Linked DNA regions of Mus musculus: region 1 is linked to region 2. Evidence: chromatin contacts called from public Hi-C data. All regions are on one chromosome and are shown on one strand. The core of a region is the stretch at or near the end of the contact, and the rest is flanking DNA. Distances in the headings are between cores, read along the strand shown.

The links. Hi-C and Micro-C count contacts between places; a contact is called where the count stands out from the background.
Region 1: a Hi-C map of cerebral cortex shows a contact between it and region 2, with 4 times the contacts expected there. The contact joins the promoter of Il34 here to the enhancer-like site in region 2. A contact is called at or near these places in 4 of 39 promoter capture datasets (the C10 cell line, the HPC-7 cell line, cranial neural crest and 1 more), 1 of 15 datasets of contacts at CTCF or cohesin (pro-B cells), 13 of 484 Hi-C or Micro-C datasets (the C10 cell line, CD4 T cells, the HL-1 cell line and 9 more) and 4 of 9 other capture datasets (adipose tissue, embryonic stem cells, liver and 1 more).

The regions. Positions count from the first base shown.
Region 1 is chr8:110,803,215-110,808,696 of GRCm38.p6, forward strand. It overlaps Il34 (interleukin 34), which reads right to left and starts at 2,710. Exons shown (of 7, transcript NM_001135100.2): 1 at 2,520-2,710. Gm15895 (a long non-coding RNA gene) reads left to right here and starts at 1,982. Exons shown (of 2, transcript XR_003947455.1): 1 at 1,982-2,281; 2 at 3,704-5,482.
Region 2 is chr8:110,644,897-110,649,899 of GRCm38.p6, forward strand. Vac14 (Vac14 homolog (S. cerevisiae)) reads left to right here. Exons shown (of 19, transcript NM_146216.3): 10 at 862-922. Among named protein-coding and RNA genes, the nearest start is that of n-TGgcc10, 16 kb to the left of the region's middle. Within about 2 kb of position 1,370, at least 16 of the 459 cell types and tissues checked have an H3K27ac peak or open chromatin away from gene starts, as enhancers often do. A contact at or near this core is called in cerebral cortex and liver, where this site is marked.

The DNA of each region.
Region 1 (5,482 bases), core at 1,460-3,959, 160 kb after region 2:
TCCTGTTCAGCTTAGTAATGGCCCAGGGAAAGTCCCCGACTGGAAGAGCCCTTTGGAAGCTTCCGAGGCATGAGATATGCTAGAAGCGTCATTCATGCCACCTGTTTCCCAATATTCTTTCTAACCTCTATTTTATATTCAAATCAAGGTACAGAGTCATTACTTTCAGGGAATGTTCAAGATCAGCCTGCTGTGCACATACAAGCCAAGTCATTAAACACGATGCAACATTGGTCCCAATTCTTTCCTGGAAAAAAAAAATCCCCTGAGAGTAAAAGTCCCCATCTACCACACTGGAGCATCAGGGGACCAGAAATGAATAACTATGTCCTGTAATAGCACGAGGGAGCTAACCCACGTACAATACTAGCACTGTCACAAAGATGTCCTTGCCCTCTGCCCCAGGTATTTATTCTAGGTGGAGAATAAGCTCTGGGGAGGAGGCAAAATGAACAGCAAGGCTAAAAAAGATCAAAAGAAGATATTTTGGCTGAGAAAATGAACCCATCTGTCTTTTGTTTTGTTTGTTTGTTTGTTTGTTTTGTTGTTTTTGTTTGTTTGTTTTCTTGAGACAGGGTTTCTCTGTGTAACGCTGGCTGTCCTGGACAGCACTCTGTATGTAGACCAGGCTGGCCTCGAACTCAGAAATCCGCCTCTGCCTCCCACGTGCTGGGATTAAAGGCGTGCGCCACCACCGCCCGGCTTGAATGCATCTTTCTACCTGTCTCTGATGTTTGCTCTGGTACCTTTCCCTGAAGCTTTGACAAAGACAGATGTTTACTTGTGGTGGCTCATTGCCAACTCTGCACAGGTGTTCTCGTTTCCATGTCACAGGAAAGGCACTTGAGGTGTATGTAGTGAGAGCCCATGGCCTGCCAGACCCAGCAAGAGGTGCAAAGCGCACGGGATCCATCAGCTTAGCTGAGGCTCACTATGCTGCACCACATGTTTCCCCTGCAATCCACCACAGCAGCTGTGCAGTGGGGACCAGGAGAGGCACCTACAGGCTTCCTGAGGTCTCTCTCTGCTCCTCCTGAGACCTCCTAGGTCTATGCTGTGGAAGGCGGCTGAGGTGGCGTGGCGGTTTGAATATGTTCATTGAGATGGAATTTATTTTCACAGTCCTCCACGGAGGCCAAGTTGCTGGTTGCAAAAACATTCTAAGAACAACTGAACTTCACTGGGACCAAAGACATTCTGAGATGAGTTTGTGAATGTGGCCAACGCCACGTAGATTGTTAAAATAATGGTTATTGCCAGGTGTAGAGGCAGATGCAGGCAGAGTTTGAAGCTAGCCTGGTCGACATAGCAAGTTCCAGGGCAGCCAGGGCTATACAGTAAGACCCTGTTTAATTAAAAAAAAACAAAAACAAAAACCCGGGCAGTGGTGCACACCTTTAATCTCAGCACTCGGGAGGCAGAGGCAGGCAGATTTCTGAGTTCGAGGCTAGCCTGGTCTACAGAGTGAGTTCCAGGACAGCCAGGGCGACACAGAGAAACCCTGTCTCAAAAAAAAAAAAACCCAAAACAAAAACAAAAAAACCCAACAACAACAACAAAAAAAAACCCAAAACAAACAAACAAAAAGCAAAGTGTAAAAGTAGAAGCACTTCATTATAATTTCTAAAACACTGGCTCACCTATGCAATCTCTCTCTCTCTCCCTCCCCCCTCTCCGTGTGTATGTGTGTGTGTGTGTGTGTGTGTGTGTGTGTGTGTGTGTTGCAATGCAGAGGGCAGAGAATCACTTTATGTGCCATTCCTTTAGTCACTGCCCACCTTTCTTTGAGACAGGGTCTCTCATTGGCCTGGAACTAGCCAAGCAGGCTTGACTGCCCAGCCTGCAAGCCCCAAGAATCCACCTGTCCCCACCTCCCCAGCACAGGGATTACAAACATGCCACCATGCCCAGTGTTTCTTCACACACGTTCTAGAGAAAGAACTCAGGTCCTCAGCACCCTGCAAACACTTCTCTCCCTGCCCTGTGTTTTCCTTTCTTTTAAAGTTTTTTTTTTTTTTTTTAATTTGAGGCTGGCCTTGAACTTGCTAAGTAACCAAGGGTGACTAATTCTCCCACCTCCACCTCCCATGTGCTGGCATTCCAGAGTGCCTCACCATGCCAGCTAGCCTCAATTAATTTTTGACAAGGAAGTTTATACAAGTAATAATTCATGCACATGGCACAATAAGGTATAAAGAGCTAAAGCAATGTTCAGTTCCAGGAAGCCAAAAGCACTCAGAGATTGCATTTGCCAACTGACAGAACCAGGACGGAAGCACAGGTAAGTCAATTTGATAAGTTATACAGCTCTATTTTTCTCCCGCAAGGCTGCGAAATCATTGGATGAAAAAAAATTAAAAAAAAAAAAAAACCCCGCAGCAGAGTTCATACCATTTCAGAGCTTCTTAGCCAGCACCTTATCGACTGGGGCTCAAGTCTCTCTGCCTGTTAAATCGGCCCTCAGAGACTGCGACGGGGAGGGAGCAGCCTTGTGAAAGAAACCCATCCATTCTGCTTACCTGCTCACCTGCCAGGATGTGGGCTTCTACAGTCGCCGTCGCCGGAAGCTTTGAGCAGCTCAAGGCCTGGAGCAGGTGCCTTGGGGGCTGTGGCAGTAAATGCTGTGTGGGACAGGCTGTTGTGTGTTCAGCCTACAGTCTTCTCGGAGGGCGGGGGACACACGCTACAGCAGCTCAGATTTGTTTCTAGAACCGGAGCTAACAAGGGCAGGGTGGGGCGGGGCCACATGGCCCCAGCCTGTCTTGGAGTGTGGAGTAGGAGGGAGCATCAAGCACAGTCAGTCAAGGCAAGGGGACAGCCCTGAGGGTGAATATGGGGTGTCTCTAGAATCTGGGGTATCTTTAGTTTCTATGTAGATTGAACTGGTTTTTAGGGGAAAATTCCAGGTCCTCTCTTTAATACCTGGAATACCTCTTTCATTACAAAATTGAGTACAGCTGATGGGACCTAGGAGAGGTTTTTTTTGTTGTTTTTTTGGTTTGTTTGTTTGGCTTGTTAACCTGTCTACAGACAAGACCTGAGCGCAGGGAGGTAGTTTACCCAAGAACACACACAGCTGCTTACTGAGGTCTAACACCAAAGCCTGAGACAACCCTCATGGGAACCTCTGAAGACTCTGAGCCACACCTGCAGACATAGCCACTTTTGCTTTCCTGGTAATAGTGACAAGGCCCTGTGCAGCTGGGACAACATCTCTTTCTTTGCCAACCTTTTAGTATCCCAGTATAGCCCAGGCTAGCTTCAAATTAGTCTAGAGATTGACTTTATAGTGCTATGATTATAGGCTTGTGCCACCACTCTTCCCTAATTTTATGACTGTCTTTGGAGTAGTTACAGGTGGTGACTTCCATCCCCTGAAAGATCCTTCAGCTCTTCCACCTAGACATAGCAATGGTAGTGGTGGTGTTTTGAAGGCATCGTTATCAACAAGGGAGGAAGACTAGCTTTCCTCAACTTAAACACAGCCTCTCTCAGTAAAGGGCCACTCAAGGGACTCCACACAGCTTAGTCTGGGAATGCTGATCTGGACACAAGGGCTTGCCCTATTCTAAATGCTAATGAATGGTGTTGTTCAAGAAAGGCGTTCTTAATTAGATTGAGAGAACTGGATTCCCTGAACTTGCAGGAAGACAATGTGCCCACACTGGTATGCACCCAGCTAACTCTCCATCCCCCCTTGCAGTGGCTACTGGGACCACACCACAAAGGCCCTCCACAAAAGCTCTGTCAAGGCTATCCTGTCAGACAGAAGAGGTAGAGATGGGGACACAGCCACAAGATGCCACTCTTCAGAGCCTCTGGACCTGGTGTGCTGTCCTTTCTTTCCTCCAAGTGCTCAATTTATAGGCTGCTGATTCAGGATGAAGATGGCATCAGGTCTTGCAGAGCTCAGGACAGCCAACCCTCCTGTTACCACAGCCACACTCAAGTAAGTCATCAGACTCCACTGTCAACTGCTTTTCCACAGATTTCTTTGCCACATGGCCTCTTGCAGATGTTTCTCCAAGCTTCACGAGCAAAGCTGCCTTCTCTAGTTACAGCCTGGCCTACCTAAAGGCCAGAGTCCCCAGTGTGTCTCTCGGACAGCACCAGTCCCTGAAGCCCGTAGTAAATATTAGCACTTGTCCCATTCACACACGTTACTCCGGCCTTTCAAAAGGAGTCTATGAAACTCTTCCTAAACCTTATCAAAGACCAACTCTTGGGCTGGCGAGATGATGCAGCCAGTAAACGAACTTGCTGCCAAGCCTGAAAACCTGTTTGATCTGAAAGTCCCACATGGAAGAGACTATGTACATGTCTATATATGCCCACTAAGTAAAATGTAAAAACAAAACCCAACAAGGGAAATCTCAACAATTAGTCTCTCAGAAGGGGCTGTGCCTGCTGGGTGGCTCTGTGGGTTGCAAATGTGAGAGCCAGGAAAGGGCCAGAAACAGAGGCTGGCCACCTCTGGATTCCGGCAGGGTATGGTGAAGACAGCCCTTCAGCCACCTCAAGGCAGATGTTCATCTGTCTGTTTTCTAAAGCTGTAACTTCCAAACTCAACTAATGCTTGCTGTTTTGCTTTGAACAAACACTAGTCACAGCTAGTGAGGTTTAGGTCTGATTACACCAGACTCAGAAATACTCAAAAGGATCTTGGGTGGGTTACCAGGTGTCTATTCTGATACCTAGACAAGTTCTATGTTTGAGCTGGGTCAAGAGCCATGGTGACACGTTTCTATGTTTCTTCTCATTTCCCAATGTGACACATTGACTGTCAACCCTGCCTCTGCTTTTAGACTTGGGATTTCCTGGGTCCCCCCACCCCACAAGTTCCCAAGCTTTCTGACCTGAGGAAATCAGACATGGCCCTAAGTTCTTCTAGGTTCAAGGCTTCAAGACTATGCTCACGGTCCCGAGTGGGGGAATGTCAGGTTATCCACACCCTCCCCTCCAACCTAGGGATAGCATTTCCAATGCTGGCTTTTCAAGTTTCCCAAGAAACAGCTCTGCTGGCTTGTGCTGTCTTCAGTTCACTAGAACTCAGGACCCCAAATACAAAAACCAACAGCCACAGGTCTAAGTGCTCACTGAATTGCTACCATGTGCCCCACACTGAACAATCTGCTCTCCCACAGCATTTTTTGAACAAGCTTTCAAGATATTAATCTTAAGCATGCATAAACTTAAAATATACACACATATACAGTATTTCATATGTAGATGAGGGACTGGGTGACTCATGCAAACACGGCATTTCTACTTTGAATAGAAAACAGAAGCAAGGAATTAACAGATCCGGAAAGCCCGGGTGGATGAAAGAAAAAGATACCTCAGCATTTCCGGCTCTCAAGAAAGGCTGGGAGCAGCCAACATCCTGGCTATCAGCCCTCTCTCTCTCCCTGTGAGCCAGGGAACCAGGAGTTCCACCCCCAGCTCCAGCAGATGTCCTGCTAGCAATACATTTTATACAAAC
Region 2 (5,003 bases), core at 120-2,619:
GTTGTATAATTATCACAGCCAATTTTAGGACATCATCAACAACCTAAAGTCCTTGCCCATCACACCCCATACTCCCAAAATTCTCCAGCACTCTGTAACCTCTAACCTACCTTCTGTCTCCAGACTCGTCTATTCTAATCGTTTCCAGTGAATGGAATCTTGCTATGTAGTTTTGGAATTGGCTTCTTTGACTCAGCATGTCAAAGTTCATCCATTATATAACCTGTTGCTCTTTATTGCTAAATAATATTTTAGTTTGTTTATCCATGCATAGGCATGTGGGCTCTGCCCACCTTTTGACTATGGTAGGTGGTCACACTAGCATAAGATACAGGATACAGACTTGCATTGCTCTTGGGTGGGGCTCTTAGAGGGCACACAGGTGCCCACAGCTGCTGGGCACCTGTGTCTAACTTCTGAGGAGCTTCCAGCCTGTTGTACAGCCTGTGGCAACACCACTTCACATTTCCACCAGTGATGTGTACCTAGCCAACACTCGCATTTTCTTGCATTTCGTCATTAGCCCTCCTTGTGGATGAGAAATAGCATCATATTGTGAACTTGACCTGCATTCCCTGCTGGCCACGATGTTACATAACCTAAGTCATGTACAGCCACTGCCCTTGGACCTTCAGACCTTTCTGAAATGTCCCATTTGTATTCAGCATGAGTGTGTCCCCAGCTTGTGAGAGCCCTGAGCCTAGCTGAGCACTGGGGCCTGTAAAAGTGCTGGATCCTTGGCTTCCTTCTCAGGAGCCTCAGTGGAGGAGTGGGTGCTGAGGAGGAGAGAACAGGGTCTTGTCTCTACAGACAAGTAGGCAGGCTTCAGGAAGCATCACCTTGTCCCTCTTCTTCCCACAGGAGGTCCAGGTTCCTGTGACTCCAGCTTTGGAAGTGGCATCAATGTCTTCACCTCAGCCAAGTAAGTGCTTTGTGAAAAGCCAGTGGTCTAAGTCTTTCTGGGTGCAAGAGATTGCAGCAGAGACCCAAGGAAACTGTCTGAGGCCACTCTTGGGGGAGTTTCTGATACACAGAGGAGATACTTGAGGAAACCTGAAGGGCCACAGGCACCCTCTCCCCGGTGCCTCTGGACAGAAGGCCTTTGGGAAAGATGGGAAGCCACTGGAGGTCTGTAGATGCACATCCTAGAAACCCAGCCGTGTGTGGTGATGGCTTTGGGGCTGCAGTTCCCTTTGCCAACATCTTTTCTTTATCCAAGGCAAGGCCGACTCTGGGCAGGGGAGGCATGGAGAAGAAGAAGGAAGGAAGGGCACAGCAGGCGAGAGAGTGATCCAGGCACAGGCACCAGAACGGTCCCACCTTCTCCCAGGATAGGTGTCATAGGACAGGCTTCCACGGGGGGGCAGTGCAGGCCAGGGAGCAAAGTCATAGCCTGCCTTGCCAACCCCTTGGGAGAGAACTGTCATGGTTCTCCCGTGGGCTGTGTCTGCTGACCTGCCTGCTGGAGCTGCTTCTTTGAAGCATTAGCACCTGTGCCTAAGGTGGATGACATTTCTACAGTGATTTCCTCTGAACTCAACGTTGAGCCATTGCCTGGGGAGCCAATGGAGAAAATGTAAAAAGTCAGCCCTTAAATATGATCCTGACTTCAATACACTTTAATGGCAGACAACACAGTAACCAGCAGATTTCTAGGAGACAGGAGAACTGTAAAGGGGTAGGGGACCAAGCCACTGTGAATGGTGAAGTGCTCCCACAGCCGGGCTCTGTGCTTACCTTGGTCAGACCATTGGGTCTGCTAGTCCTGGGGTTGACAGAACCATTATATCTATTTTAGGGATGAAGAAGATTGAGGAAATAGGCTACTCTATACAGAATGGTTTTAGGGGAAGGTCGTGTGGCTGGGGAGAAGGGACAACAGCTTAGACTGAGAAGCTGGCAGGATGGAAGATGTGTTTGAGAAGGAGGCTTGGCAGCTTTTCCTATTTGTTTTGTTTTTTGTTTGTTTTCTCGTGTCTTTTTATTTATTTATTTTTATTAGATATTTTCTTTATATACATTTCAAATGCTATCCCGAAAATTCCCTATACCCTCCCTCTGCCCTGCTTCCCTACCCACCCACTCCCGCTTCTTGGCCCTGGCATTCCCCTGCACTGGGGCATATAAAGTTTGCAATACCAAGGGGCCTCTCTTCCCAATGATGGCCGACTAGGCCATCTTCTGCTACATATGCAGCTAGAGACAGGAGCTCTGGGGGGTACTGGTTAGTTCATGTTGTTCCACCTATAGGGTTGCAGACCCCCTTCAGCTCTTTGGGTGCTTTCTCTAGCTCCTCCATTGGGGGCCCTGTGTTCTGTCTTATAGATGACTGTGAGCATCCACTTCTGTATTTGCCAGGCACTGGCATAGCCTCATATGAGATAGCTATAACAGGGTCCCTTCAGCAAATCTTTCTGACATATGCAATAGTGTCTGGGTTTGGTGGCTGATTATGGGATGGATCCCCAGGTGGGTTAGTCTCTGGATAGTCCATTCTTTCATCTCAGCTCAGAACTTTGTCTCTGTAACTCCTTTCACAGGTATTTTGTTCCCTATTCTAAGGAGGAACAAAGTATCCACCCATTGATCTTTCCTTTTCTTGATTTTCTTGTGTTTTGCAAATTGTATCTTGGGTGTTCTATGTTTCTGGGCTAATTCCACTTATCAGTGAGTGCATATCAAGTGACTTCTTTTGTGATTGGGTTACCTCATGAAGGATGATATCCTCCAGATACATCCATTTGTCCAAGAATTTCATGAATCCATTGTTTTTAATAGCTGAGTAGTACTCCATTGTGTAAATGTACCACATTTTCTGTATTCATTCTTCTATTGAGGGACATCTGGGTTCTTTCCAGCTTCTGGCTATTATAAATAAGGCTGCTATGAACATAGTGGAGCATGTGTTCTTATTACCAGTTGAAACTTCTTCTGGATATATGCCCAGGAGGGGTATTGCTGGATCTTCTGGTAGTATTATGTCCAATTTTCTGAGGAACCTCCAGACTGACTTCCAGAGTGGTTGTACAAGCTTGCAATCCCACCAGCAGTGGAGGAGTGTTCCTCTTTCTCCACATCCTTGCCAGCATCTGCTGTCACGTGAATTTTTGATCTTAGCCATTCTGACTGGTGTGAGGTGGAATCTCAAGGTTGTTTTGATTTGCATTTCCCTAATGATTAAGGATGTTGAACATTTTTTCAGATGCTTCTCAGCCATTCGGTATTCCTCAGTTGAGAATTCTTTGTTTAGCTCTGAACCCCATTTTTAATAGGGTTATTTGAATTTCTGGAGTTCAGCTTCTTGAGCTCTTTGAATATATTGAATATTAGTCCCCTATCTGATTTAGGATTGGTAAAAAATCTTTCTCAATCTGTTGGTGGCCTTTTTGTCTTATTGACAGTGTCCTTTGCCTTACAGATGCTTTGCAATTTTATGAGGTCCCATTTGTCAATTCTTGATCTTACAGCACAAGCCATTGCTGTTCTGTTTAGGAATTTTTCCCCTGTGCCTATATCTTCGATGCTTTTCCTTACTTTCTCCTCTATTAATTTCAGTGTCTCTGGTCTTATGTGGAGGTCTTTGATCCACTTAGACTTGAGCTTTGTACAAGAAGATAAGAATGGATCAATTCGAATTCTTCTACATGATAACTGCCAGTTGTGCCAGCACCATTTGTTGAAAATGCTGTCTTTTTTCCATTGGATGATTTTTAGCTCCCTTGTCAAAGATCAAGTAACCTTAGGTGTGTGTATTCATTTCCATTGATCTACCTGTTTGTCACTGTACCAGTACCATGCAGTTTTGGCAGCTTTTCTGATGGACAGGATGGAGCAGATGAGAGGGATGGGAAGGGCGGCCTCTAGGTGTTAGCTAATGCTAAACCAGATTGTGCTGGCTCATTCCTAAGTTGGACTGCAAGGAGAAAAAAAGTGTGACTCAGACTATCTAGACTCCACCCAGTCATGCAAGGCATCCTCAGGGAGGAAGCTCAGTGTGGACACTGGGTTTTGGAACTCAGGGTTGGAGGAATGGGCAGGCATATAGGGCATACGTGAGTCCGGGAGGTCTGAGCACTGGGCTCGGAAGAATGGTGGAGTCTGTAAGGGGATTTATGAGCTCCCACTTATAGCCAAAAAAAAACCCTGTCTGACTTACTTAGCACTGTACTCTGGGCTGCAGAGACTGTCATGCTTCAGGGGGTGACAGTGAAATGGAGGAACATATACGGTGTGACTGATGGACTGCAGGGGTGGCACAACCTTCTACCACTTCTCTTTCAGTTTGAAAACATGCTCAGCTGGACAGGCCTACAGAGACTTGATTTCTTCTCTACAGGTCAAACCAGCGAGCTGGAGCTAGTTTAATTCACCATACCTGTCACTCAGGAGACAATGCTAAACCTAACCTTTTAAGAACACACGCAGGGAAACAACACACCATGTGCTCCACTGGTGCAGGAAGACCATCTTGTGGCAGCATCGTCGAGTGCAGCCCTGCCTGTGCTTAGAAGCAGCAGCCACAGGAATTATGAGAACAGATCGGACATTCAGAGCCTCTGGCCAGCTCCCTCCAGGGCCACTGAGCTCCCACAGATGGCATCGTTCAGGGTGTCACAAAACAAGCTGCCCTCCCATCTTCTCATGTGTTGCTTATCCAGAGCACTACCCAGATAGCCAAGTACGAGCAGTGGTTAGAGGGAAGGTTGTTCCTGGTCACTGGCCTCTTAGTGGTCACCAGCCTTTAGAAAGTCTAATGACAGCTGTGTAGGAAAGTACACACCCACACAAAATTCCGAATCCATAGACAGTCGGGGAGTCAATGCACTAAAGCCACAGATGCCTTCTGCCCCGGTCTGGGGCCCAGGCTCGGCCACTAAGAGAGCCACTGAGTAAACAGGTAACATCTCTGTCTCAGTGGATAGACAGTCAAGCAACCCCCGTCAAAGGGGTCCAACCTCCTCTCCCCTCCACAGTGCTGGAGCTGTATGGGAGGTTGAAGACAG